Regions from separate parts of the Mus musculus genome. Here regions 2, 3, 4 and 5 are each linked to region 1. Evidence: chromatin contacts called from public Hi-C and targeted proximity ligation data. All regions are on one chromosome and are shown on one strand. The core of a region is the stretch at or near the end of the contact, and the rest is flanking DNA. Distances in the headings are between cores, read along the strand shown.

Region 1 (5,828 bases), core at 1,802-4,301:
ACCCAGTACTTGAGCAAGAGCATGTATTGCTTTTGAAAAGGACCCAAGTTCTGTTGCTGGAACCTTAATCAGCTCATGACTGCCTGTAACTCCAGCTTCAGAACACTCGATGGTTCTGGCATCCACAGGAATTGACATTCACGTGCACACACGTACACATACACAGGCATACACATATACACAATCAAAAATAAAATAAATCCTTTTTAAAAATCACTGCCGGGTGTGGTGGCGCACGCCTTTGATCCCAGCACTTGGGAGGCAGAGGCAGGCGAATTTCTGAGTTTGAGGCCAGCCTGGTCTACAGAGTGAGTTCCAGGACAGCCAGGGCTATACAGAGAAACCCTGTCTTGAAAAAACAAACAAATGAATAAACAAACAAACAAACAAACATCACTCGAACTATGAGCAAGCTCTCTCTGCCTTTATAGAAGCAGGGCATAGGTTTACAATGACAAAGGTAGCCTCCTCCTTACTCCAGCAAGAAGTTAATCCCTGAAGATGCCAGCCAAACAAGGGCCCAAAGGAATCTGCATGAACTGGCTTTACCAGCAGGCTCTGCATGTCATTTGACTGTACCCCCATGATTTTCCATCCTAGAGACATAAAACCCTTTTCCTCAGAGGCTTGGTGCTGCACACTGATGTGGATTTAGTCTAACACTTGTGTTATGTTATTTGGGTTCCCGAGAATTGCATGAGAATTCATATGTAAGATGCTGAGGGTCCTTGCCCCAAGTTGGTTCTGATTGGTAAATAAAATTGCTAGCCAGTCAATGGCTGGGCAGGGTCTCCTTCCCTGCAGGCAGAGGCCAAGCACTGCAAGTGCAATTCAGAAAGAGCAATAGAAATACTTTGGAGATTTTTACGTTTAAAAGCACTAAACTTGACAACTCCATGCTCTTTCTCTCTCTCTCAACTCTAGATTTGCAAAAGTAATATTAATTAAGAAGGTCCAGTAACGTATCTTCTGAACCAAATACATCGGAGCACTATTAATGAGTGTGAAAAACAATAAATCACATGGATGAAACACACATCTGAGTATCTGCAAGCACTCCTGGCCCCCATTTTTGAAGTGGCTTTGACAGATTCTGACTTGATGACTAGATGAAGCAGAGATAGAGCCCGGAAAGGCAACTTCATTTTTAAGTAAAAGAGAGCCCTCGGAGGCTACCAAGATGCAGTGGAAAAGAAACAGAATTTTCTTGTCCATAGCTACCTGAATGTACAAAGTATGCATCTATAGGAATGCATACGAATAGCTTCATGAAAAAGGAATTTGCTGGGCATGGTGGGGCCTGACATTAATCTTAGCACTTGGGAGATTGAGGCAAGCGAATCTCTGTGAGTTCAAGGCCATTTTCTCCTAAACAGCAAGTTCAGATCAGCCAGGGCTACACAGCTAAAACCAAGCTTCAAAATTAAATGAGAGAGTATGACACGTACTTAGCATCTATTTTCCTTCCTTCTTTCCCTTTTTCTTTTCTTTTTTTTTTTTCTTTTTCTTTTTTTCTTTTGAGACAGAGTTGGCTGATCTGGAACCTACTTTGTAGGTCATGCTAGTCTTGAATCCACACCCTTCCTATTTTATTTCTCAAAAATCATCTATTTTAGGTCAGGTGTGGGGCACACCTTCACCTCTAATCCAGATTTAATTTAGAAGGCAGAAGCAAGCAGATCTCTGAGTTCAAGACCGGTCTGGTCAATAGGGTGAGTTCCAGGACAGCCAGCGCTGTACGGGGAACCCCTGTCTTGAAAAACCAAACCAAAAGAAATACAAAACCATCTATCTTTATTCCTCATTTTATCTCAGTTCTCTCACTCCCTTAGAGCGTGGACTTGGTGGTATAAAACCCAGCATGATGTATCTGGTTCTCACCTCCCTGTGTGCTTTGTCACTGGTGATGAAGAAACTGAAAACTACCATTCTAACATATCAACTATTTGGAATGAAAGACACCTGGAAGACAGCACTAAAAACATTCTTACCCAGTTGTGTTAGTGCATGCCTATAATCTCAGTACACAGAAGGGCTGAGACAGAGTTGTGAGCTCCAGGCCAGTCTGGAATAGAGCCGGTATCCAATTACCACCACCTTCAACAAACAAAGAAAAAAGAAACCGCCCCCCCCTAAGCAGGTAAGTGATTACATTCTTAGTTTCTTAGGTCTCTGTAGCCCGTGGTCTCTGCATCTGACTCCTGGCATTATAAGTATGCACCACCATGCCTGGCTCACACTTTTAATATTGCCAGGCAACCTGTTAAGTAGTTTTCTTTTTCTGTTTAAAAAAAAGTATTTATTCACCTTACGTCCCAATAGCAGCGCTCCCTTCTCCCAGTATCCCCTCGCACAGATCCTCCCATTTAAGTAGTTCTCATATATTGGCTGCTCAAGGAAGCAGGGTCTGCATTCAAATTCTAGTTTATCTAGGGCTAGCGTGAGCTTGCAGCCACAGTCATTTAAACTTTTCTAAAGACTTCTGTTAGAGTGTTTACTGGGCGAGTGTCCTATGGGGCCCGGGGTTACAGTTTCCTTCCCGTTAATTCCCTAGCACCTTGGTAGTGTGCTTTGTTCTTTCAACACATATTTGTTTTATGCTGGTCTGAAGGCAGTGAGTTCTCTCAACTGATTGTTCACAGTCAGTTACAAATACCTGTTTTGTGTTAGTATACTAGAGTCAAGGAAATGAAACGTTATCAAGAATGTTCCCAACATAGAGAAAACATTTTTTAAGATCAGCTGAACATTCTCAGAGTTACATACGAGTAAGGGAAAAGAAAGTGATTGCAAAGATTGGGCAGAATTTTATTCAAAATTGTGGAGGAAAAGAACAACTTAAGTTATCTTGTGAGCAACGCTTATTTCAGCAAAGCCCAAACTCAGAAGCTGAAAAGGCGACAATTAGAGGCTGGGCTATGGGTGAGGGCGGGGCCACAGAGGCGAGGGCGGGGCCTCAGCCGCAGGAGGTGAGGACGGTCCGCACTACGATGTCGGCGAGCGGGGCGCGGCTTCTGGGCGGGTCCGCAACGGCGGGGGCGGGGCTACGGCGGGAGAGCAACGGAAGCCGAGCAGGCCGGTCGCCTGGGCCGCAGACCTGTGCATTCGCCGCGGTTGTCGTAGTTCCGGCCGAGCGGCCGCTGGGATCTGACGGCTGGGTGCTATCCTGCGGGCAGGCACTGGTCGCGGCAGGTGTCTCGCTCCGCCGGCCCAGCTCCCGCGGGATCCCCCGGCTGGTCCGGGCCCCGGCGCCGCACTCACGGCGGCTCCGTCGCAGGCACGGAGCGAGGAGCAGCCCGCGTCCTCCGAGGTCAGCGTCATGAGGAGCCTGCCGTTCTTCTGCCGCGGCCAGGTGGTGCGTGGCTTCGGCCGCGGCTCCAAGCAACTGGGCATCCCCACAGGTGAGCGCGTCGCGGGGCCGTGGAGCTCTAGGCCGTGGGCAGGGGACCCGGCAGCCGCGCTCCTGCCGCTAGCGACGAGCTGCGCAGCCCCGTCCGGGAAGGCACCGCAGGTTGGATTGGCCGAACTCTCAAGCTGTTGAAAGTTCCATTCTAATGATGCTACTGTGTAGTGATCAATGACAACACGGGTAGTTCTATGAGAGCCGACGTTTATTTGGTCTGACTACGTAAGTTTTAGTAATCAAGACTTGATTGTCCATTCTTAAAATTGATGCCTTGGGCTGTGCCTTGACCTATTAAGTCAATCTTTGAATTGGGGATTTGGGGTTGTGTTTTTTGAAAATAAGAATCTTTTAAAGTGACTCAGCCTACTTAGGGGCGTTACTAGGAAAAAGCAGGGACTTTTGCTTGTTTTAATTCAAACAGATAGGGTCTCGCTCTGTTTCCAAAGGCTTCCTCCTACTCCCTGAGCTCTGGGGATCTCTCAGGGGATCTCTCGTAGCCTCCCAAGTGGAGGACTACATGGGTAATTTACGATAAACCTCTGTGTTTATTTCGTGTCTTTGTTTCCACTTGGGCATTTTCGTGTGGCTTTTTGGGGTGGAGGGAAGAGATTTATACACTTGCTTTGTGCCTCACTTGTAACCTGTGCTGTCTGAAGAGAAGAAATTCAAGTCGGAATGTGGAAGGTTGGAAAACAGAAAGATCCTGGGAGTGTAATGATTCAAGTTAACGTTTTAATATGTTTTTAATCAATGTTTAATGTGAATCTTGTAGCAATGAATATCTGTTTACTTCTATTTAGCCAATTTTCCTGAACAAGTGGTGGACAATCTTCCAGCTGATGTGTCTACTGGCATTTATTATGGTTGGGCCAGCGTTGGGAGCGGCGATGTCCATAAAATGGTGGTGAGCATTGGATGGAACCCGTACTATAAGAATGTGAAAAAGTCCATGGTAAGAGTCACATCTTGCTCTTTTAAATGCACACAGAACCCCTCAGCTTAAGGGTTTCACAGTTATAGAGGCAGGTGGATCTCTGATATTCAAGGCCAGACTGGTATATATAGTTCCAGGACAGCCAGGACTACTAGAGAGATCGTAATTCAAACAGACAAACAAATAACAGGAAGAAAAGTAGCCTGGGCTGTATGCTAACTGACATTCCTTCCTTCCACTTCATCCCTGCCCCGCCCCCAGCATTTATTTACTTTTATTTCAATGGGATAGTTTTCTCCATGTTTTTATTCTGTTTCTGTGAATAAAGAGTCTCCTCATAAGGAGCATATAGTTGGATTAGGTTTTGTAATAGTTTTCTGCTAATCTCTCTGTGTTTTGATTGATAGCCGTGAGCCATTTAAATTAAATATTTAATTTTTAATTGTGGGTGTGCACATGAGCTCAGGTGCCCATGGCGGCCAGGAAGGTTGGATCCACTAAGAGCTGGCGTTAGCCCAGGCTGTCCAGCTTCAGTGCTGGGAAGCAAGCTCTTGGGTCCTAGTGTGCTGTTAGCTGCTGAGCTATCACTTCAGCCCTCCATTTTGGTTTAAAGCCACACCGTTGAACACGCCTGTCATCCAATGTAGGAGGGAGAGGAATAGAGCCTGGATTGTGTTGTGAGATCCTGTCTCACAAGAGAGTAGTTGCTAGAAGGAAGGATTGCCATTGTGTCGCTCTTTGTTTTCAGTGTGTCCTATAAGTGGGCCTTTTCCCTCATCTTTCAAAATTACCTGTTTTATTCAGTCATTTTTATTGGTCTCACTGTGTAATTTTACCTGGCTTGGAACTCCCAGAGATCTAGCCACATGCCTTTGCCTCTGCCTCTACCTCTCCAGTGCTGGGATGAAATGTGCCATCACGCCCTGTTGGTTTTGTCTGTTTAAGGGTCTATTTAAGCTTTATGGACCACCTAACAGACTCAAAAGTGAGGCCCTTTTAAAAAAAGCATTTCTTTGCATCATTGATTGCCTTAAGACACTGCTTACTGTAGTATGCTTTAACCTCATCCCTCTTCTCTCCTGCTCACTCTTTCTTTCTTGTTGTTTCATTCTTCCTTTTTTTTTTTTTTAGCGTTGCTGGGAATGGAACTAGGCTTCATATTCAGGGCCACATTCTACTTAGCCTCCTAACCCTTCCATCTAAAATCACCTGGAGGGTATAGTCTTTTTTTTTTTTCTCCTGCCCTACTTTTCCCCACAGCTTACATACTTAGCTGACCTTGAACTCATGAGCCAACCTCTGCCTCCTGAGTGACAGGCCTGTGCTAAAAACTTTTAACATTGAGGAGTTAATAAGAGAAGTGTGTCACAGAAAACTGAGTTAAAATGCTGATGTAAGAGACCAGTGGCTCGAAACCTTCTTAATGCTGTGGCCCTTTAATACAGTTGCTCATGTCGTGGTGACACCCAACCATAGGGTATTTTCATT
Region 2 (5,828 bases), core at 2,153-4,652, 250 kb before region 1:
TAGAGGAAGTGACCGTGTTAAAACTGTTGAGACCGCCGAGAGAGGATGACTGTAATGTCTGGATGGTGTGGGCAGGCTGCCGGAGTAGTGAGGAGTTCACATTTTGCGTTTCTAAAAGTTATCGAAGCTACTATAACAACACCCACTTCTCAATATTTTTCTGATAAATCTTAGAACATTTACAACCTACCTGATTTCTAAGCTACAGAAGTAGGTCACTCTCAAAAATGGGCTTCTGCTGTTCGCACTGGCCTATCAGAATCAAGAGACAGAACCACTATTTTATGTATGAAATGTCAGTATTTCGCTGAAAAAGTAAATTGTGTAAGCAATTAACGATAAAGTGCCCCTGGCCACTTTAGACGATAACACTCGATTTCTACCCGGCAGAGGTGATGGGTGGCAGATACTGCCCTGCAAAGAGAGCACTGGCCATGTTTTAAGGGAGAGGGGCATCCTTTCACCAATTGCCCGACTCTCTACAGATTAGTATCAGTAACTGATTTTGTGAGTAGTTTTTAGACCCATATCCAACCAGGAAAAGTGCCCCTAGCCCCAGCTTCACCCCAACCCCACCCATCCAGCCCCAGCCTCAGCCCCAGCCCCAGCCCCACCCAGCCCCACCCAGCCCCACCCCAGCCCCACCCCGCCCCACCCCAGCCCCAGTCCCCACCACCACCACTCATCCCTGCCTAGTCACCCCAGAGCTCCAGGGCTCTAGCACCATCCCCATCTCTACCCTTTCCCCCTCCTCAAAGCCCCCCCCCCCCCCAGCCTCCCACAGAGGAAGATGGGAGCTGCTTCAGAATAAGCCATCTCAAAGTCTTCATGTGATGAAAGTTTTCCTGGCATTATAATTGGTAATATGCCCAGAACATAAAAATGTAGGATAATTAAATTTAAATAGTAAAGAAAATAGACTGTGGGATGTCAATTGTTGAGAAATTTAATATCTACACACCTCTAAAACAAAACAACAAAAAATGCCCACTGCTCTTATTGACAAATTAAACTCTCATAGGATAGTAGAAAGTGCATTACAATGGCTTGAACCTCCTTGCCCTCTACTCAAAGGCAAATAAAAGAAGGCGAGTCTGTTGATTTTCTGGAGCTAGCAACTCTGGGGACATCTCAGGGGGCCGCTTTGTAATGCAAAGGTGGCTTCTAGAACCTAAACAAAGCCTGAAGCCCCGCGGGCTTCCCTTTAACCAGATGTTGGGCTAACTTTCTCGTTGGTGCATCTAGGTGAATTTCTTTTTTCATTCCATTTAGTTTTTCAACCTTCAGTGGCTTTGGGCTTTTAGCAAAATGTAGCCCCATATATTTAAATTTCTCTGTGCTGGGAAAAGCAAAACACCTACTAAGTTCAGGAGGAAGGTGGCACTTCCGAGTTAGTTTACAACCTTTGCGCTTACATCTAGAGAACGAAACCAGACTCTCAGCGCAGGTATATTTATTATGAACAGAATGCTTTCCCTAAGGGCTGCATGTGATCCAAAGCTAATTAGGATTCACTCTCTTTCCTCACCCTCGTTGGGAGGAGAAAGTGAAACAACTGGCTTGGCAAGGACAGAATGAAGGCAGTTCAGTAAGAGGGACAACAGAGGGACTCTGGGTGCTTTCAGGTAAGAGATTGGGCTGCTCCAGTTCCTTCCTGGTAGAGGACAAGAATGAGGACAAGGGATGAGGTGGAGCTAGGGATAGGGTAGAGGTAGGAATAGGGTTGAGTTAGGAATAGGGTAGAGATGAGGAGAGGGTAGAGTTAGGGATACGGTAGAATTAGAGATAGGGTAGAGGTAAGGATAGGTTAGAGCTAGGGATAGGGTAGAGGTAGGGATAGGGTAGAGATGGGGATAGGATAGAGTTAGGGAGAGGGTAGAGGTAAGGATAGGTTAGAGCTAGGGATAGGGTAGAGGTAGGGATAGGGTAGAGATGGGGATAGGATAGAGTTAGGGAGAGGGTAGAGATGGGGAGGGGGTAGAGTTAGGGATAGGGTAGAGGTAAGGATAGGTTAGAGGTAGGGATAGGGTAGAGGTAGGGATAGGGTAGAGATGGGGATAGGATAGAGTTAGGGAGAGGGTAGAGATGGGGAGGGGGTAGAGTTAGGGATAGGGTAGAGGTAAGGATAGGTTAGAGGTAGGGATAGGGTAGCGTTGGCAGGTTGGGAGGGAAAATGTTTCTGGTGAAAAGAATTCCCTAATCTAAGTATAGTCAAGTGAGCCTTCAGCAACACATGGAAGACTAAGAGAATTTGATTGTACGTAGACAGTAGAACAATTAGGAGAGTTAGGAAAGATTGACTAAATGGCTGAGTCCTGAGATTTCAACAACAACAACAACAACAACAACAAAACCCTTTGAATTAAATGTATTATGTCGACTGTGGAAAGCCAGTGTTTTTGAGTTAGGGCTGCCTCGATGGTGTGGTAACAGTGGACTCAATATGGCAGCAGGTGGAAATCTGACTGTACATTATGGGACTGGACCTGAGCCTGGGATCAGAAGGAGGGAGAAAGTTTCAGAGCCACAGACAGGAAGACAGTTGGAGGACTTGGAAATGGAAGACAGCAAGGACCCATGGGTTGTTGCTCAGGGACTTGTCAAGCTTGAGGTTGGATGTTGGCGTCATAAAGCATGCAGATAATGAGAAAAGGACCACCAAAGTCAGATGTAAGGCAAAGGCAACTTTATTTACCAGGGGAAAATGCTAACTGGTTAGGTTCACAGTCAGTTTCTGAGCTGACAATATGACCCTGAAAGGGACTGAACAGTCTCTCTCTCTCTCTCTCTCTCTCTCTCTCTCTCTCTCTCTCTCTCTCTCTCTCATAAACCTGTGTTCAGGGGATAATAAAGAAGGAATTCATAAAATGAGAAGTGAGGGTTAGTTCTCGAGTTCAGGGTGTGGTGGATAGCGGGATAGTGATGCAGGCTTTTCTGAGACAGCGAGCCATCTTATCTCAACCTTTATGGGTTTCCCGCAGGCCAGGTGGTTTTACTGCAACTACAAAGAATGGAGAGCTTAAGGATATGCAGTTAAGATAGGGGCAGCAGCAGATCAGTGCGGAGTTTGCTGCTCTGGTGAGTTGCTTAAAGAAAGTGCCGCTCCTCTTCAGAGCAAGATCACTCCAACTCAGGCAGTGGCACCAGCCGAAAAGGAAAATCCAGATCTGTCTTCAGCCTGCCATGGACCCAGAGTGTACCTTGGTCTCTATATGGTTGCTGCAGACTCCTATATAGACTGTGGTGTAGTACTAGGGAAGAGTATGAAGAACAAGGGGAGATTGTCCTTTGGTTATTCCCTCCTGGGCAATGATTGTGTGACTCATCTTAGACTTACCAGCTGGAACACAGGATCAGACCAAACACTGCCCATGGCAAGTTCTAGAGAGTGACTCATAGGTTGTAACAACAGAGTGAGTCTTGACGGTTGGCATAGAGGCCGGGGGAGATACAGGAGGATACGAAGGCTGTTTTATTGCTCTTTATTGCTTCCCAGTAGTATCAACCGCCAGCTGTCATCTGGAGAGCTCAGCTGGGGCTTTGCCCTCCTGCTACCTCCTCTAGGTGTTACTCCTGTCTGTCTGTTTCCAAAATCACCACCAATGTGTCCAGCCCTTCCTGTGCTGTTCTGTGTGGATTTGTCTCTTTTCTCTTTGGTCTCCTTGATGTTTAGATTCATAGAGAGCAGATATGTTTCTGATCCGTTAGTTTTGTAATTCCCCTCTCCCAGACTAGTTAACACTTCTGTATGCTGTCAACATTCAAATGTTTGTTGAAGTTTTCCTGGAACAGTCTGCGAGGCAATCAGTGAGCATTAGGGAGAAGCCACATCTGTCAGGGTTCATGGGAGGCTGGTTCATATGATTCAGGTATATTTTCATCCTATACGATGAAATAAGATTTTATTTTTTTCCCCAAATCACTTCTAGTTTAAAATGTAGTAGCCAAACACATCCTTTCCACCCTGTTCTGAAAAGCAAAGTTTCGTGTTACCCAAATCCAGCTTGGGAGTCCCAGTTCTCAAGCCACTATTACCCATGAGCAAGAGACTCAGGAAGCAAGGGGACATAATGTCACCAGTTAGCAATCGCATTTTCCCATCCCCCCCATCCCAGAAATATCTCAGAAAGGTTGATGAAATGAGAAGTTCTAGAAGTCGCTAACCTATCTAAAGTAAAGCAGGAGTAAAGGTACCATAATATGATCCCAGGAGTGTGGGGAACAGGAGAGGTAGGAAAGACAGATGAATGGACAGTTGATGTTACTGAAGTAAGGAAAAACTGGTAGTGATGACGGATAAAAGTCAGGACAAGCCCCATGCCTCTCCAGGCCATGAGGATGCTTTCTTTGTGTGTTAGTCTAAGTCAGAGGTAGTCAAGCCTCCTGCATTACTGTGCAGTCGGAGACTAGATCCCCTGTGATGAGCCTTTCATGATGCCTTGTGTATTTGAGTGTTTGACTTTAGCTCAAGCTTGATTCTGTCTTATCTTGGTGAGTGTGAACTGATGGTTGGCTATTAATTTTATTTCCCATCCCTAACTTTAAATACAGTAAATAAATTGTGTGTGTGTGTGTGTGTGTGTGTGTGTGTGTGCCTGAGTGTATATAAGTGTACCATGTGTGTGCAGGGGCCTGTGGAGGTCAGAAGAGGGCATCGGATCCTCTGACACTGGAGTTATAAGTGTTTGTATATTTTCCAGTTTGACTTTGGCATGAGCTTACTTCTCAGTAGCTTGGTGAGTGTGCACTGAACTTTGGCTGTTACCTTTATTTCTCATTGAAGACGTGCTGGGAACTAGACCTGGGTCCTCTGTATGAGCAGTACATTCTTTTCTAAGCCATATTTTTAGCCGCACCCTCAGTACTATTATCTACCACCGGGGACCTGGTAACTAGAAAGTGAGAGGTCTGTATAAGACAGGCTCACGAAGTCCCATTTAGTGCTGTGAGTCTGTGACCATCATTTAAAAGCATGAGCAGTTTCTCTGTAAACAGCTTTCTACCCTTACACCATGAAGACAAACCTATGAAAATGAAGTGACTAAATGAATCCATTCTCTTTATGAGGTTAACAGTCCTGTGTGCTTGTGGATGTATCCCTTGGGAAAGTAGGGAATTAATCAAGGCGTGTAAATTAAGTTTGTAGAACATGATTAAACTATACAGTGGGGCATGTGTAAGTAAAGATTCTTCTCCATCCTGGCGGCCTAACATTGTGTATGTGTCTCTCTAGATCCATCAGGCAGTAGTAGAGGACATCTGAGAGACTTGAGCTAATGGGCTCCTTCCAGAATGTTCTTCGCAAAAGGGTTTGTCAGAGGAGATTTTGCCCCATGTTAGTTTGCTGGAACTTCTTTAACAAAGTTCTGCAAGCAGAGTGACTTGTACAACGAAACTGTATTTCCTCATAGCTGTAGAGGGAGAATTTGAGGTCTAGGTGGTAGCTGAGTTGGTTTCTTCTGAGTCTTCTCTCCTTGGCTTGCATATGTCTTCTTGGCCTTCTTGTGGTCTGTGTCTGTACATGTCCAAATCCACTCTTCTTACCAGGACACCAGTTAGGTTAGACTAGGATCCTTCCTCCCCAGCGACCTTGTTTTCATTAATTAGTTGAAAGTTTCTCACTTTTTCCTCTTTACTTCAGTCTGGGTCCCCAGTGCGTGGATGCCACCATTCACAGTCACAGTGTGTTTTTACTTTTTAGTTCGTCAACATATCTTACTATAGGGGGTCCAGTCATCAATAAATGAATTTTGGAAAATGTAGTTCAACCTATACCAGATACCTTAAAAGATGACAGTTGATTTATAATTCCTCAGAGTTCCATCATT
Region 3 (5,828 bases), core at 1,067-3,566, 160 kb after region 1:
TTTAAGGCTGGAGCTTAATGGGAAGCCTCTGAGACAAGGCCCTTAACTTGTTGTGATGGTAACCAGCTAGTTCTCTGACTGTAATTGTTAGAAAAAAGAAAGAAAAAAGGCAAGTCTGCTCTGTCCTTAGTTTTTAGTGACTTCCTGTCTCATCATGTGATCATTTTTATCCTATAGGAACTCAAGCCATACCTTCTACCATGATGCTATGTAGCATGGGAGTAGGGATGGATTTGTGTGTGTATGACTCATAATCTAGTGTCATGTTGGCTGGACTTCTTAGCTCCCCAAATTGTGTTGGATGAACCTGTTGTCTTTATAAAGTATGCAGCCTCAGGTGTTTTGTCTTTGAAATGGAAAGTAGGTCTGTAGGAGTTTAAAACAATAAGACTAAAGGCTCCTTAGAGAGAGCATGGAAAGCAAAGACAGGATTTACAGGTTGCTTTCCTGGAAAGTATCCTTTGTGGCTTTCACCCCAGTGTCCTCACTGAAACATGGCCTTTGGAGTGAATGATGAACTTTGCTCTCTCTTTCAAGGCAATATTAATATCCCCATGGAAACTACCTGCTTTAACTTCTGGAGGGTTTTTTTTTTTTTGCATTGTATGACTCATTAAAATTCATCTTCATCCTCCATTAAATTTAATTATACACAATTCCTTAAGAGTGGAGTTACAATTGACTAGTTTGACATGTTGCAATTTACAGATATTTAATTAAGATACCATTTGATTTTGACCTTTGCAGCTTTATTTGTGCACAGTAGAGCCAACTCTATTTGTAACATTTCACACTATTTTGGGATGCCTTTGGCAGCCTTGTACAAGGACAAGGGGCATCAATACTTCTTTGGCAAAGTGAGCTTGTTTCTCTGAACTCTCAACATGTTTTATGCCCCTTTAAATACTGTCACATTATAGCTAAGTCTTTTGTATGTATTAGCCCATTAGAAGGTCAGTCTGGAGAAGGTAGGAACCCCAGAGGCTAGTGTATGGCAAAGCAAGTTTGTATTTATTTGGGTTTATAAGTAAAAAACAAAAACAAACAAACAAACAAACAAACAAAAAAACCAAAAAGGCAAGTTCAAAGGGTCAGTGAACTTTGCATCCTTTTTTGGGAAAGGATTTCTGCTCACATTACAATGTGTGTCGTTTGAAGTTAATGTGCTTTGGCACTCTTAAAAAAGAAAGCAGTATGAGGGACACGTGTGAAGTGGTGGCTTGAGTCCTGGCCACACCTTCTACTAGCAGTAATTCTTGTGTCAGAAATTTCATGTCTGTGCCCAATTAAATAAAACCATGTTAATCTTAAAACATTACATACTTAAAGTATGTAGGGGGTGGGTCCGATGCTAAGGTTCTGTTCCCCAATTGGTTCTTGATCTACCCCTAAAGATGCCAGGGGCCAATTGTGGGGTGGAAGGAAAGAGACAGGACTTCAGGGTCCCTGGAAAGGAGGGGAGGAGATGAAGAGGAGGAAGGAAAAATTTCACCATGCTTTAGAGGGACAAAAGGTAACCAACCATATAAGATCTTGGGCAAGTGGCCATAGGCCACTTTTCCAGGTGGGAGGTTAGGGTGTTGAACTGGGACTAAAGGTAACTGAGTAATTAAAGTTGAGAGTAGATTTAGAGTGCTGAGCTAAGGTATTAGGAAGGGTACATTAGCTGCGGAAAATTAGTAGTGCCCAGCAATTGAGCCAAGAATGTAGGTTGAAATTGAGCAATGTATGTGTCTGTGTTTTACATCCACAGATCTGAGGGGGGCTGGTAGCACAGCCTGTTCCTGGAGCAAAAGCTATACGCTACAAAGGTATATAAGAATATTGACAAAAGTTCAAGGATCTTACAATATGGACCTCAGAAAGTATGTCTGGAATTTTCTAGAAATATCTTCTGTTGCTCAGAAAACAAAACAATAGCTATGTCCAAACAATGGCCACCTGGAAGAAAGCCTGTTAAGCAAATCCCTCAATAATAACCTAACTAAGGCCAGGCGTGGGGTTCATGCCTACTAACCCAGCACATGGGAAGCAACGGCTGGAAGAATGTTGAGTTTAAGGCCAGTTTAAGCCATAGTGTGAAAGTCTGTCTCAGAAATGAAACCAACCAACCCAAGGGAAACCCAGCCAAATCACCCTCTGAAGAGCCTCCTGGCGGTAGAGGACAGGATCCTGTGCCACCACTCACGCTCTGGCCTGCTACGTAACTGCCTCTTTGCTGCCAAAGAACTGAATCTGGCTGGATCATCACCGCTAGTGATGACGAGAAGACACGGTTATGTGGATTAGAGTCTGCTGCTTGGTGCCAAGGAGCTCCAATGAGCCACAGTGAAATTCAGTTCATCTTGGCTGTGCCCAGCTGAATATGTCAAAGGCTCTAAAGTGCTCTGTGGAGAACTTTGGACTTTACGGTCTGGCAACAAGAGCATCTGGAAATGGATGTTAACCAGAGAAGAGAAGCAGGGTTGTACTTTCTGTGTCATGTACATATTCTGAGTTTAGAGCTGAGAGCCCAGCTTAGGGTAGGCAAGGTCAAGCTACAGCTGGCCTTGGTTTCCCCCTGCCATTTTGTATTAGAGAATGGAAGGAGATAGGATCCAACTTGCCAGGACAGTTTAAGATTGCCTTGTGTGGTGGACTGAATGTGCTTGGCACAGCGTGTGGCCTTGTTAGAATAGGTGTGACCTTGTTGGACAAAGGACATCATTGTCTGTTTGTAGGGGGTGCTTTAAGACCCTCCTTCTAGCTGCTTGGAAGCCAATCTTCTTCCAGCTGCCTCCAGATGAAGACTTAGAACTCACAGCTTCTCCGGAACCATGCCTGCCTGGATGCTGCCATGCTCCTGCCTTGATGATAATGGACTGAGTCTCTGAACCCGTAAACCAGCTCCAATTAAATGTTGTCCAAGAGTTGCCTTGGTCATGGTGTCTGTTCACAGCAGTACAATTCTAACTAAGACACCTTTTGGCTCGCACAGTGCTTTCTGCTGGAATTCTGTGTGAGGCTGGATGATGATGCAAACACAGTGAAAAACATGTCTTTCCATGTCAGCATCTCAGGAGTCATTCTACTAGGGTATATGGGTGGGAAGGGTGCGCAGGGGTTGTGTATTTCCATACTCAAGTATGCTGACAGTGTTGATCAGCCAATAAAGAAATTTCAATTTAGTAGTCACAGAGCCAATCAGCTCCCTTCATTACCAAGTTCATGGCTTGCAACTTCTTGATAAGCCTGAGAAGGCCACTGCTGAGGCAAGGGCTTCTCCTGGGGTGCCACTTGAGAACTTTGCAAATTTGACTAGGAAGAGATGAAGGCCTAGCACCAAATGTAAAGTTGTAGTCATTTCTTGACTACACCATTGTAAGTTGAACTACTGCCCTTTGTAGCAATGAACTAATTAGATTAAAACCATGAAAGTACCTCCCTGACCTGAACCTCGAATGTGTGGCAAACTTACATGGGAAGAGGGTCTAGGACTTAGACAGACTCCTTCATAGGCAAACAGATAGGGAGAGGGACCATGATAGGTAGCACAGATAGTTAACTTCCACAATGACTGGCTTCTTCGCCATCCTCTGAACCTCAAACAAGAGTCTTGCAGCTAAAACAAAGGTCTTAGGGGCTTTTTCTTTTTTTTAGGTAGGGCCCCTGTGATGAATTGGCTCAACAGTTCAAGGTTAGATGAAAACAAGTTGGTCAGTCTGCCATCTTGCCTTTCTTCAAATTGATCAGCCCTAAATTAGAGAAGACCCGCCAAGGACTTTAACAGTTCCAGCCCCCAGGGCAAAGCTGATGTCTTCAGCTTTTCACATCTGCTCTCTGCTTTGCAGGTGGTCCTTTTTCTCTGTGCTTGCTATATGCGTGTTTCCTCACCCTCAATAAAAGCCACTCCTAAATTACTGATTCTATATCCTCCTGTTTACTGTGGTTGAAATTTATCAAGCTGTTACCTATCCTGCTCAACACTTTCCCTGCCTTTTGATTCTTTAACTGGCAGAGAAAACAAATCCTATCAGGATCCCTGAACCTGACCAAGACCCCTAGACAGTCATAGACCAATTGTATTTCTATCTGCTCCAGGAACTCACCCCTGACCAGTTCAGCCTAAACTTAACTAAATGAACACCTACAAGACTTGTAACTCATGGCCCTCTGTCAGTTTCTGAACCTCATTATTGTGATTATCAGTTTGCTGCCTCAGTTGGTTTGGAGTTAGATGCTCCAACTTCCTGATGGGTAAACAGTATAACACACATATCCTTGCTCTGGAGTCCTTCTTAGACTCAGTAGAGGTTATACGTACATTAGGATATATGTGTTACATTCTTATGGTGTGTGCTGCACTCTGGTCACTAAAATTAATTCCCTTTGTCTTTATATCAGTACTGTATGATAGCAGAAGTTTTCTCTTAAATCTTCTGTATTCTCTGATGGTTTAATCTGGCTGGAACTCACCTGGCTGCTTTGGCTGATTTCTCTCTCATTTCTCTGCCTAGTAGCAAGTAATGAAATACCATCGTAAGCAGGGTCCACAAGAATACATACCCATTGCTCAGTTTAGCTCATTTCCCATTCAGTGCTATGCCTCAGAGATTTCTGTTGGACAAACTCATCCTTTAGGTGTTTATTGTTAGCCACTGGCAGATTTATACAATATGTCAACAGACTGAACCTCCTTTCTTTTCAGTTTTTACATTCACTACCTCCTTGCCTACCCCATACACAGACATTCTCTTCCCCTCCTCTCATTCTTTTTCTGCAGAAATGACTCAGCTACCTGCCACACCAGCAACCAGGTAGCTACAGCCGGACAAAAACTATGCCAAGTTTTAAGAGGTATTTTTGTTATAATATTCCTAGAAATGAGATTTAACATACATTGCTGTCCAAATGTCACCTGTTCTGTGTGTCGTTTCCTCCTCCCTGTTTCTACCCATCTTTCCATTTTTTTCTATCCATACTTAGATGTTTTACTCACATCCACTAATCCTTCATGTTCTGCTTCTATATGGAAGCAGAGAAGTCTCTCATCCACTAAGCCTTTCAGAGAAGTTTACACATGGGTATGAAGAGATCAAATAAACAGGAACTTAGGTTAATTTAATAGAAAAAATAAAATATGGAATAACATTGATTTTGGCCAGTATCAATTACAACTGTTCTATATTTTACAAAAAAACAACTGAACATTTTACACATGTACAGTATTTTTCAGCAAAGTGGATTTGGATTTAACAACAGGTCACTATTAATTAGTGAATTAAAGATCAAAAGACAAAAGAAAACAGAAAATAGGACTTTTGTCTCCAAAGGGTAAGAGCATTTGTCACGTCTCCAAACGTTGTGCTATCCATTACATATACTCATTATGAATATATTTATTTATACATAATATATAACATTAACGTAAACTTTGTAAGCATTCTGTTCTAGTTAATGTAGATAAATGAGGCAGTAACACACTAGTAGTTAAACCGGTATTTCCGTGATGTGCACCTGCATGGTTAGTGGGAAATGAACTGCATGGCAATGAACCCCAGGGAATTTGGTGGTTAATTGTCTAAGGATAAGGACATCAGTTTTGTCTTTTGCATCACTGTGACCTTTGCCTCTAATTGTATAGACTTGCCTAATCAACTCAATTTCTTTGCGGGCAAGTCTAGTCTTTGCCATCTGTCTGGCTTGTGTTTTACATCTGTTCATTTAAACATAAGCCTGTGCATTTAAACATAAGGAGAATACACGACGGCCAGGTTTCCCTCTGCTCTTCCAGTGAGAAGAGCCTACAGTGTTCTAAAGAAGAACACTGTTGCCCAGTATGACCTGCC
Region 4 (5,828 bases), core at 1,490-3,989, 150 kb before region 1:
AACGTTTAAGCAGTCTCTAGGGCAGCTCAGAGGCAATAGAGAGGCCACAACAAGAATGCCACATGAAACCTTGGTTTCTAATACTTACCATGACAGCAAACAGTACACTCAGAGCCTGAAGTTCAGCCAGACAAACAAACCTTCACACAAAAGGCCTATTTAGAAGTTTCTTTTCGTGAGGTTGTAGTGTCTAGATTTCAGCAAGAAACTGCAAGCCTCGCTAAAAAGCAAGTGGCGGGTGTGTGGTGTAGGAAATAAATTATTAAAAGCAGAAATTAATCTTTCCAGACTTCAGTCTTTCTAAAATTGTAAGAGTGACAGGTTGATTATCTAGAACCGTAATCAGTGTTGGAGTGGAGCCCAGAGCCTTGAGCCTTCATTGCAAGCACGCCACTGCCTACAGCCCATCATGGTAGGTACTCAAGGTTTTTGTTATCGGTTGAAGATGTCCTGAAACACAGAAATATGAGATTTGGGGATTATATTAGTGTATCATTTTTATTTAAAGGAAAACTTTAGTCATAGTACAACAAATGAATCTAGGCTTAGTGAGATGGCTCAGTGGATAAATGGGCTTCTCTCTAAAGCCTGGCAACTTAAGATCAGTCCCCACAACCCACAGGAAGCTGGAAGCGAGAACCAGCTTCATAAAAGTTGTCCTGTGACCTCCATACCTGTGCCATGACAAGTATACCTGCGCGCGCGCGCACACACACACACACACACACACACACACACACACACTCACATAAACACACACACACACACACATACACACACACACACACATACACACACACACACAGAGAGAGAGAGAGAGAGAGAGAGAGAGAGAGAGAGAAACAATCTAAAATAACTGTCTCTCTTAATGTGTGTTTTGCTTAATACTTTGGTAATAGTTTTTTTTTCATGTATTTCACTATAAGTGCTTACAAATATGCTTATGTACTTATAAGCATGCATATGAGTATGCCTAGCATACTTATAGTCCTTAGCTAAGTTTTCCTTGTTATCCCATTGCAGTGTTGTCTGAATTGTTAGGGTCAGAGCCTGGGCTGTGGAATCCCTAACAAGCTTGGTCACTGTCTTACTTTTCTGTTGCTGTGATAAGACACCATAATGAAAGCAACTTATAGAAGAAAGTGTTCATTGGAGCCTGACAGTTACAGAGGGTCAGAGTACATGAGCATCATGGGGAGAAGCAAGGCAGCAGACAGCCATAACACTGGGGCAGAAGCTGAGAGCTCACATCTTGATCCCTGAGCACAAGGCAGTAAGAGTTAACTGGGAATGGCGTGGGCCTTTGAATCCTCAAAGCCTGCCTGCTCCCCAGTCCTAATTCATACTGGGTAAAGGAACAAAGAAGTCCAAAGACTCTCTCCCTCCCCACATAGTCCCCAGATCCTGAAGTGAGCATTAGATTTAAATGGAAGGCAACAATTGTGCATATGTAAACAATCCTGGCCAAGGTTCGGGCAAGCCATCTTCATGGCCTCAGCTCTAGTCTCTCCTTCCTGGAGAGTTGTGAAATCCCTTCCCGAGAGACGAGCTTCTCCTTTGGCTTCAGTCTTTCCCTTCCCAGGCATGAAATTGCTGCAGACTTTCCAGTTTCTTGGGATCCATCGTTTCAGAGGTCTGATAGACAAAGGGAGTAGGCCAAGTGTCTCTTGTATATCTTCATGGATGCCAGCAGAGTTGTGAGATACTGTCCTGGACTAAGCTCCTACACAGGACTCAGTAGGACCAGACTGAAAATCAAAATGGAGTCACTCATGTCAAGTTCCTTCACCAAACTGAAATGAAGCAATGGCAGATATCCTAAACAGGCCATATTCAATTAACATGATAATGAAGTTCCCTCTATTGAATCCTTTTGTATGCAAAAGGCACAGCCTGAAGTTCTATGCTGGCTAGTTTTGGTTTTTGGGATTTTGTTTTGTTTTGGTTTGGTTTTAGGTTTTGTTTGCTTATTTTGTTTATTTTGTTTTGTTTTTGTTGACTTGACAGGAACTAGAGCCATCTGAGGGCAAGGAACCTCAGTTGAGAAAATGCCTCTATAAGAATGGCCTGTAGAACAGCAAGTGGACTGTTGTCGATCCCATCTCCTGGTATAAAATCAAATTTATAAGACTTCAAAATATTGTGTTACCTCCAAAAAATTATGGCAAAAAGGTTGCCATAGTAGGAAAAGTTGTAAACTGCCAAATATAAAGGCATAGAAAGTGATCGATCTCCGATCTTATTTTCTTACCAGAGTGTTCCTGACTTCAGAAACCTAAGGGGCATTTTTCTTGATTAACATTGTAGAAGGGCCCTGCTCACTCTGCTACTCCTGGGCAGGTGGAAAAAATTAGAAAGCAGTCTGAGCAAGTCTTGGGGAGCAAGCCAGAAAGCAACACTCCTCCATGGTCTCTCCTGCAGTCCCCTGCCCTGACTTTTCTTCGATGAGGTACTGCGATGTGGATGTGGAAGTGAAATAAACCCTGTCCACTCAACGATGCTTTTGGTCAAGGTATTTTATCACAACTATTGTAACCCTAACTAGGACAAGATTTCTGATGGTAACCAGCCAGTTACTTCTCTGTAGTTTTCTCTTCTACTTGTCTTAAAAGAAAGTAATTGTGACACAACCAATCTGCATTCCACTGTCTTTGCCTTTTCCAGCGCTTTATATTTCTGCAAAAAAAAAACATCTTCTGCCTGTCTCATTCATTCATCTGGGGAAGTGAAACAGAGCACCAGACAGTTCTGTAATCAGAAGCGAAGCCAGAGTAGAGGAGAGAGCTCCGTGGGTAAAGTGCCTGGCGCACAACCACGAGGACTGAAGTTTAAGTCCCAGAACCCACGTAAAAAGCCAGTGTGGTGGTGCATTCTTATAATCCCAGGGATGGCTAGCAGTCTGGCCAAACTGGGGACTTCTGGGCCAATGAGACAATGATCTCAAGGACAACAACCCTGAGGACGATTCTTGTGATTGTCCTCTGGCTTCTAAACACACAGACACACAGACATGTGCACCTTCACCCATACTCATGCAAATACATACACATACACGCATGCACATATGTGTGATAAAAGAAGAAAGCCAATTAAAATCTTTAAATTACAATTTGGATTTTTGCTCTTTGACACTACTAAGCTAAGTGTTCTAACACTGACAGAACACTGTTTTTAGCCTTTGGAAACTTAGTGTCTAGAAGGAGATCAATCATAGATGTACCAGCTTCTTAAATGGCGTCCTAAGATAGTAGTGTACATGATCAAGGGTCAGGCCCAACTCTGTCACTAGATAGCCATGTTGAAAAGACCCCTCTCATATTTCCCAAAGGAATAAGAGAAAGGACTTCTTTCTTTATATCTAAAATTAAAGGGAGCTGGGGATTGTAGCTCAGTGATAAAACACCTGCCTAGCATGGTTAAGCCCATGTGTTAAATTTCCATCATCAAAAAATAAAATACAAAATGAAATGTACCAATAGACTGGCTTCCCCTTTGTTAAGGTGATCAGTTTAAATAACCTTTTCCGCTAATCAACCTTGAGCACCACTCAGTTGAGACTGGTGAAAGATTAGCCAAGCAGAACTGCAGGGAGCTTTGCCTGGGGATTCTGGCATGCATATGTCTTTCCTCCTGGATCATAGAATGGTGAAGGTTGTAACCATTACAAGAGAAGCAGGAGGGACACTGGAGGATCCAGGATCAAGACACTGGTAGGAATACAACCTGAGCTAGCACCAAGCACCCCAGTGGCTGCTCCTTGAAAGACAGTGGTTGTGAAAGAAACATACACTGTCTCCATGCTGGCATTTCAAAGTGACTTTTAATCTACTTTTCTTTGCATGCTGAATGCTGGGAATTTGTTTCCATTCAATGCTGAACATCTGCAATGTTAATGTTGGTTATTTGATAGAGGATGTCAGTTATAGGCTCTTTGGAGGCGGGGCACATTCCAGCTTGAGCAGGGGAGCTAGCTGGTATCCCTAGGTCTTTGGAAGGAAAGAAGTGTCTAGGAAAGGGGGTTGTCTTTTGAAAGCCTGGTTGGAAAGATTCTAATTCATAGCATATAGATAAGGAGACTAAAGTTCAGGACCAAAGTATTCTGTAAAAGTTAGACAGATGTTGTTATTACTGATAAGGCAGAGAAATAATTCTCTGGTGTGTGTGTGTGTGTGTGTGTGTGTGTGTGTGTGTGTGTGTGTGTGTGTGTGTGTGTTTGTGTATGCCTTTGAGGAAGGCCTGAGATCAGAAATAGAACCAGCAGACAATGCAATCTACAGTCACAAGCAACCCTTGGCTTCAAAATGTGCATGTGACCTCTCAATTCTTAAAATATGGTCTCCAGCCCATCCAGGGATGGGACAAGCTAAATAATTTGTGTACTGTAGTGCAAAATTAAAAAGAAAAATAGGACTTTGTTGAAAACACAGGGAAAGTACCACTCAGTATTACAAGATAACATGTTTCTCATAATTAATATTCAGTGCCATTCTAATTAGAAAACATTTAAATGACTCACATGAATTTATCATCTGTCCTATTATCAAGCATCATTGGTGTTAAATATTTATTTACCTCTCCCATTATCTCACTCATTCATTTATCATAAGACTGAAGTCTTGCTATTTACCTGAGGTTGCCCTGCCTCAGTTTCCCAAGACATGAGATTACAGATGTTAATGTACCACCACATTTGTTTTAAATGTTATTTATCTGTCTGTCTATCTATCTATCTATCTATCTATCTATCTATCTATCTATCTATCTATCTATCTATCTATCTATGTGTGTGCATGTTCATGATCTCGCATGCACGTACCATAGTGTGCCTGTACCACAGTGTGCCTGTGAAGGTCACAGGACAACCTGTGTGAACACGTTCTCTCCTTCTACCGTACTAGTCCCTGGAATTAAACTCAGATTATCGGGCTTGGCTGCAGACACCTTTACCCACTAAGTCATCTTGCCAGCTGCACATCAACTTCAAATGCAAATAATATGAACGGTTAATTTGCAAGCGGAAGTATTGAGTTTCCACGTCATTATGTGATCTCATTGACTGAGTTGCTGCATTCACACACGTGCATTGTGTTCCTACCAGAGCAACAGAAACACTGAACAAAACGACACACTGGCTTTTATTTCAGCCACAGCAAGCATGTTCACCAGTCATGCTTCCTAATGCGTGAACCAGGAAGAAGTGGAGGGAATGAAATATGACTTCCTTCTGGGCATCGTTTGCAGTAGATGACTAATATAGGAAAATAACCCAGAAGGGATAGAATCTCGTCTGTCATTTGCATTCCCTGGGACACTGAACACTGCTGTTTTGTGACGCCTGTGTTAAGCATGGCCTCTTCATATGGTCAGGGTCTGTGTCCTCAGCCTTTCTAAGTCACTGCCGCAGCACATCAACATGACATCTCTCCGAAACACTCTTAAGTGTTCCATTCACAGGGGCATCTTCAACACTGTGGAATCAGGGTAGTGATGAGGAAGGAGAGCAGCCCCGACAGAGAGCCAGGGAAGAAGTTACAAAATGGTTGCAACATCGGCATGTGAGGAAAACGAGAGGGCAAGGAGGAAAACTGGAAACCCCTGCAGCATTCACTGGTACAGAGGCACTCCAGAGTGTATGACCCAATACCCATCATAATCCTAAAGGGCTCAACTTTTCATAGAGATTTAAGGTGTTAGAGACATGTATAAGTGAAGTTCTATGTAGAACTACACACAACACATAGAGTACATATAAGAAAACTCATGCTGTGGAAACAACCCCTGAACCTTTATGACATTGGAGCCTCCACCCTTACTACTAAGTAACTCCA
Region 5 (5,828 bases), core at 1,490-3,989, 130 kb before region 1:
ATACAGCTCAGTTAGTAAAGTATTTGGCCAGCACTCACCAAGCCTTGAGATTCATTCCTAGCACCATCAAAACTGGGTATGGCATCTACCTATAATCCCAACACTTGAAAGGTGGATGTCGGTAGATGTCAGAAGATCAGAAGTTCAAGGCTATCCTGCTATCCATATGTACTTCAAGGTCAGCCTGGGCTACAGGAGACTCTATCTCTAAATTAATACTAAAAAGATATAGCAATTACTTGTAATCATGTTTTATTCAATACAGTTAACCAAAAATAATAATGCTTCAACATAGAATCATTATTTTATTATTTTTTAAATCTGTATTCTATTCGTTAGTTTGTTGGCTGCAGTACTCAGGATTGACTGACTGACTGAGGGCATACTGAGCAGAAGCCCATGCGCAAATGCTCTATATTTTATATCTTAATTTTTTTCTTACACTGTGTGTGCGTGTGTGTTTGTGTGTGTTTGTGTGTGTGTGTGTTTGTGGAGGTAAGAAGACAATTTTAGGAATTGTTGTCTTTCCCTACCATGTGGGTCCCAAGAGTCAAACTCAGGCCATCGGGCTTGGTGGCAACCACTTTTACCTGCTCATCATCTTGCTGGCCAGGATATTTTATATTTTATTCCTAACTGAAGCTTTGTGATCTGATGTCTTTCAGAGGGCACTGGTAGCATGCATTTACCACACTAGACAGCATGGCTCTGAGGTTGAACTTTCACTCTGTACAAAGGGTGGGGTGGGGACATCTTCAAGACCTTGAGAAGGGATCTTCTAAACTAAGGCCTCCACATGTTTGCCCAGGAGCTTTGGTTGTCGCTACTTGGTGACACTGAGTCCTACACACCCTGCTCTTGCTTCTAGGGCACAAGCTGACAAATGACTCATTCTCCAGCCCTGCCAATGTGGGTTTCAGTTTATTGAGTCTCTGTCAGTAAACGCTCTCCCCTCCCTTACAAAGACTCCAAGCCTTCCTGAGTTTTCCTCCACAAGCAGTCTCTCTGGATTTATGAATTTTCAGGAAACAGAAAGTCTTCTACTATCATTTTAGTACATTTTTAAAAGAATACATATTCCAAGATGCTATTTTTAATCTGTAAATTTTCTATATGAGTGAATATGGATGTTTTGTTGTTGTTTAAGTTTTGTTCTATGAATTTTTATTGCATGTCTGATGTTTGATTGGAGGCATCTAAATTCCTCTGTCTACAGTAACTGTTCCCAAAGACAGGGAATGCTTGAATAAAGATTAGCTATGTAGTCCAGCTGACACTAGTCCACATGACCATGTCCAGCTTGGCTGGCTGCAGTAAAACCGAGCAGAGAACTCTGAAATCCATCAGCAGCAAGTCATGGTTAAGCAGGCTATGAGTCAGCCATTCCGATCACCCACCTCACTGAGCCATGTCAATCACATTGACCACGCCTTTGTGATGCCCCGCCCTTTTCCTAACCCTTCTTCCTTTAACTGCTTTCTCCCACCTTTAGAGCCACTTCTGCTTTGGGAAAGGTCTGCATTTTTCTCGTTGTCTCTTCTAGATTCTTGTCAGTTTGTTGTTTGCTGAGACATGGCCTGCCTGGCCTAAACTCCACTCGCCGCCTGCTTCTGCTCACAGATTTAAGGGAGTCAGTCCACGCCGTGGTTGGAGAGTGTGGTGGAATCATCACAGCCAACAGGAAGCAGGGAACTGCTACATCTACCCAGAGTTCCACTCCTTTCCCCCCTTTGGCTCCGGGCCGGTGAGGATGGTACCTCTTATACTCAGTGTGGTTCTTCCTTCTTCAGGCAGTTCTCTAGAAACTTCTCCCGGACACTCCTGTAGATGTGGGACAATCTCTTCGGAGATTCTATGTCTAGTCTATTCTTTGTCTAGTCAATTTAGCAATGAAGATTAACCATCATAGATTGACCAAAAAAAAAAAAAAAAGTTAAAGCACATGTATGCCTATGAATATGTATGTATGTATGTACATAGCTACACAAACGAGTATAGTTATATCCCCAGCTTTGTCTATAGTAGAAAAAACTTATAGTAGTGAAGACAATCTTAGTCTTATCTTCTGGAAGATGCAGCTCTCCACAAGAGAACCGGTGTGCTTTGGAGACAAATGCCAAAGCTGAGGCAAGGAAGCTGAGGATGACTCTTGTTCTCCAAAGCAAGATAAAAAAAAAAAAAAAAAATCACAGAAAGTAGAGTCAATATGAAACACATGAGCACCATAGCGTCTGAGAGTCATCTGGGTCGATAGAAATCCACCAGCCAACATAAATCTATAGATACATAGACACTTTAATGAAAAATGGAATATTTGCATAGACTCTCCCCCACAAGATATTTTTATAGCAGAAAATCTGTAATTGGGGTAACTATAAAAAGGGTAGTTTCCCAGAGCCGCAGAGCACGTGGCTGACAGTCTATAATCAAGTGATCAGTGTGATGGGGGAAGTTTAGCTGTGAACTCCTCAGCAAAGCCGAACTGAGAAGAGCAGGCGATACCTCCAAACCACATGCAATCAGTGGAACTGTTTAGGGGCTTGACTTTAGGTATCACTTTGACTGGCTTGTGGGGAGCTGAGAGAGCTAACAAGGTGCCCTTCTAGTTTCATCTCTAAGGGTGTTTCCGGGGAAGATTGCTGTTTGAGTCAGGACACTGAGTGGGTAGATCTGCTCTGATGTGGGTGAGTAATCGAACTGGCTAAGGGTTCTGATGGAAGAAGAGAACAGGAGAAGAGGCAATTTCTTCCTTCTTTGGGAGACTTACAAACAAGTCCAGGGCTCTCAGGCCTTAGAGTAGGAACTACTCCGCCTACTGAGACTTCTGCCAGCCTGGACTGAGCTACCTCTTAGCTTTCCAGCTCCTAGATCTTCTACTTCCACTGTGGGACTTTGTAATCTCTGCACTCTGCAGGTCAATCTAATAAATGCATACACACATGAATATGTATATAAGATGTGTAAATATATTACAAATCCAACCCACACGTAGTTAGTTGCTTTACTCAAATGCCCCTAATACAACATGAGACTCAGAAAGGTCAAGAAATTTTTTAGCAGCTAAGTTTTGTTTTTCTCAGTAAGCTTATTTTTTCCTAATTGTTAGACACACGAAGTTTTCCACGAAACATACTATGATTATTTATCTTTCTTCCTGTCAAGTTATCAAATCTATTAAACGTTCATCCTGTACTAAAAAAAAAAAAAAAAAAAGGAAAGGAGAAGGAGAAGAAGGAGAAGAAGAAGAAGAAGGAGAAGAAGGAGGAGGAGGAGGAGGAGGAGGAGGAGGAGGAGAAGAAGAAGAAGAAGAAGAAGAAGAAGAAGAAGAAGAAGAAGAAGAAGAAGAAGAAGAAGAAGAAGAAGAAGAAGACACACAGAAAAGGAATCTGTATGACTTCCTCATAGTACCTTGAGCAGTGAATTAGCAAGTCAATCAACGAATTACTCAAAGTTCTGTTAGCATATTGGAGATTTTCAGTCAAATATGTAACATTGCTGAAATGAAGAAGCACTTTCAGTATAAACTGGGTAGAACTGATAGATCAAGTGTTCCATATCCTCACATTTGGACTCCTAGTGATAATTTTTTTTCAGGCTTTAGGGAAAAAAACAAACTAAGTAAAATGCAGTCTTCCCAGCCTTGGGTGGATGGGGAATGGCTCTGGGTCAAGTCCACTCGTATAGTGCTGTCTCGGGGTGCACTGGACAGTGTATACTGGATGCATATATCTGCAATGGATGAAATGAGCTCAGGCTTGCTGTCAGTAGTTGTTAATATATTGAAAAACACTGACTTTTCTTTTGCTGTGAAGTTCTCTAGGGCCTTCTTGTAGCATTTTAGGCATATGAGAATAATCTGAATGTAATATGCCAATACTTTCTCCAGGAAAAGAATTGCATTCATAGATCAGAAAAATTCTACGTACTCTGTCTGTGTGAACTCGGGCCTTGTGGGCACAGCTCTTGTGCATGTAGACTCTGTACCTCACAGGACATGCAGCAATGCAGTGTGTCTGCAGCTCTCTCTCGGTTCCTTCCTACAGAGTTTTCCATTAATATTCCAATGAAGGGCTTCTTGAGGACCCACTTTGTGGGTCTGCAAAGGCCAGGACTGGCCAGAAACTAAGTCTTGCACACTGCAGGAAGTTAAAGTGACTTAGAATGTAATACAACAGGAAATTCTCAAGAAACTCATTTCTGCAGTAGTCATGGTGGGGGAAACTGGTGTAGGGTCTGAGAACCTGCCAGTTATGTTGTAGCCGTGTTAATTTACAGATTTAAAATAATAATAATAATAACTATTGTTGTTGTTGTTGGTGGTGGTGGTGGTGGTGGTGGTGGTGGTGGTGGTGGTGGTGGTGGTGGTGGTGTGTGTGTGTGCCTGATCTTGAACACACATGCCAAAAAGAATTTTCAGGAGTCAATTCTTTCTTTCCATTGTGGAATCCATGGGCCAAACCCAAGTGCCTTTAACCCAGAGTCATCTCCCTGGCTCTGACTTAGAGATCTTAACAAGTGTGTTGTGCTTCAATAAAAGAATATACCTGTCTTTACAAGAACCCAACTCATCTATCCAGGGGGTTCAACCATTCTGGATTGTTTGTTTGTTTGTTTGTTTGTTTGTTTGTTTTAGGTGCTGGGGATCTAACTCAGAACCCTGTTCACACTAAAACTATAATTTACCATTGAGTTACACCATCAACCCCCTAGGTGCCAGCTTTAAGAAAAACTGAAAAATCCAAGCCTGGGGGTTCACACCATTAATCCTAGCACTCAGGCGGCAGAGACAGATAGATAGGTCTTTAAGTGGTTGAGGCCAGCCTACATTTCGAGTTCCAGACCACCAAGGATCTGTAGTGGAACTCTGCCTTAAACAAACAAAGAGAATATACACACATATAAATGAGAGAGAAGAAGGGAAGAGGGGGGAAGAGAGAGAGAGTCAGTACACATTGTGTTTGTATTTTTGTATTGGTGGCAGGAAGACATCCAACAAGTAGCAATCCACACACAAATCCCTCCCAGGCAGTGGTCGGGATGAATTAACACAGGTGAAGGAGGGAAAGCCACACCCAGTGTAAACAGGACAAAACACTCCTCAAACTCTGTCACCACAGACAAGCCTTACAGTAAATAGACACAGGTAGGGCCAGGAAAGGAAAGCGTCATGGTTCCCATCAAATGGTGTAGAGACATTTTTCTTCCTTTTTTTAAAAAATAAATATTACCTCTAAGTGTTGAAATTTGTAACTACCCACCCACTTCCAAAGAAAACCTTGTCCCAAGAAGAAATTTGAATAGGAAGCTTCCACAGAGGTCTTTTTGGGAAACTAAGGAAGAAAAAGCCACGACTCCTCTTCCACACCCAAGGGTTCAGGGCTCCCTGTGCTCCTGGAGTTGGTGCTCATGCCTGTAGTCTCAGCATTCACTGGGATTCCCACCTCGAGCTGTGGAAGGGGTGGCCCAGTGGCCAAACACAGGCTTCGATGCAAAATGACCAGGTTCCATATCTGGCATCTGCCACTAGATATGCTTCTAAGTACTTTCTGGCCTGCTCGTAGCCACATCTCTAGCCATGTGAAGTAGGAACAGGGTACTCCTTCATCTGGGATTCGGATAGGATGCTGTAAGGGTACCAGTGCAGCACGTGACACATTCTCTGTAATTAGTACATATTTATTATTGTGCCATATAAAATATACGTTAACTGATCCAATACTACTAATAAGATCTTGGAGCTGGAGAAATGGCTAAGCAGTTAAGAGCACTTGCTGCTCTTCCAGATAACTCGGGTTCTATTCCCAGCACTAACTTGCCCTCCCTTGGCC

Evidence for each region. Hi-C and Micro-C count contacts between places; a contact is called where the count stands out from the background.
Region 2: a contact with region 1 is called in a targeted proximity ligation map of pancreatic cancer cells. A contact is called at or near these places in 9 of 39 promoter capture datasets (the C10 cell line, the HPC-7 cell line, cranial neural crest and 6 more), 21 of 484 Hi-C or Micro-C datasets (the BV-2 cell line, the CH12 cell line, the F1.1 cell line and 16 more), 40 of 130 datasets of targeted methods (CD8 T cells, the NIH/3T3 cell line, SST interneurons and 23 more) and 3 of 9 other capture datasets (adipose tissue, liver and pancreatic islet).
Region 3: a contact with region 1 is called in a Hi-C map of muscle stem cells, with 1.7 times the contacts expected there. A contact is called at or near these places in 1 of 39 promoter capture datasets (liver), 7 of 484 Hi-C or Micro-C datasets (the HL-1 cell line, embryonic stem cells, liver and 2 more), 1 of 130 datasets of targeted methods (embryonic stem cells) and 1 of 9 other capture datasets (adipose tissue).
Region 4: a contact with region 1 is called in a targeted proximity ligation map of bone marrow-derived macrophages, with 2.5 times the contacts expected there. A contact is called at or near these places in 1 of 39 promoter capture datasets (hippocampal neurons), 2 of 484 Hi-C or Micro-C datasets (centroblasts and cortical neurons), 2 of 130 datasets of targeted methods (bone marrow-derived macrophages and pancreatic cancer cells) and 2 of 9 other capture datasets (adipose tissue and liver).
Region 5: a contact with region 1 is called in a targeted proximity ligation map of CD8 T cells, with 9 read pairs. A contact is called at or near these places in 1 of 39 promoter capture datasets (fetal liver), 7 of 484 Hi-C or Micro-C datasets (CD8 T cells, Th1 cells, Th2 cells and 3 more), 6 of 130 datasets of targeted methods (CD8 T cells, Th17 cells, embryonic stem cells and 2 more) and 2 of 9 other capture datasets (adipose tissue and liver).

The regions. Positions count from the first base shown.
Region 1 is chr19:17,390,992-17,396,819 of GRCm38.p6, forward strand. Rfk (riboflavin kinase) reads left to right here and starts at 3,052. Exons shown (of 4, transcript NM_019437.3): 1 at 3,052-3,401; 2 at 4,207-4,358. The coding sequence starts at 3,320.
Region 2 is chr19:17,137,204-17,143,031 of GRCm38.p6, forward strand. All of the region lies in intron 9 of Prune2 (prune homolog 2), which reads left to right. Among named protein-coding and RNA genes, the nearest start is that of Prune2, 180 kb to the left of the region's middle.
Region 3 is chr19:17,553,090-17,558,917 of GRCm38.p6, forward strand. The region is part of intron 20 of Pcsk5 (proprotein convertase subtilisin/kexin type 5); the gene reads right to left. Gm41813 (a long non-coding RNA gene) reads left to right here. Exons shown (of 3, transcript XR_877744.2): 3 at 1,754-1,801. Among named protein-coding and RNA genes, the nearest start is that of Gm41812, 18 kb to the right of the region's middle.
Region 4 is chr19:17,244,807-17,250,634 of GRCm38.p6, forward strand. No RefSeq gene overlaps it. Among named protein-coding and RNA genes, the nearest start is that of Gcnt1, 110 kb to the right of the region's middle.
Region 5 is chr19:17,262,507-17,268,334 of GRCm38.p6, forward strand. No RefSeq gene overlaps it. Among named protein-coding and RNA genes, the nearest start is that of Gcnt1, 91 kb to the right of the region's middle.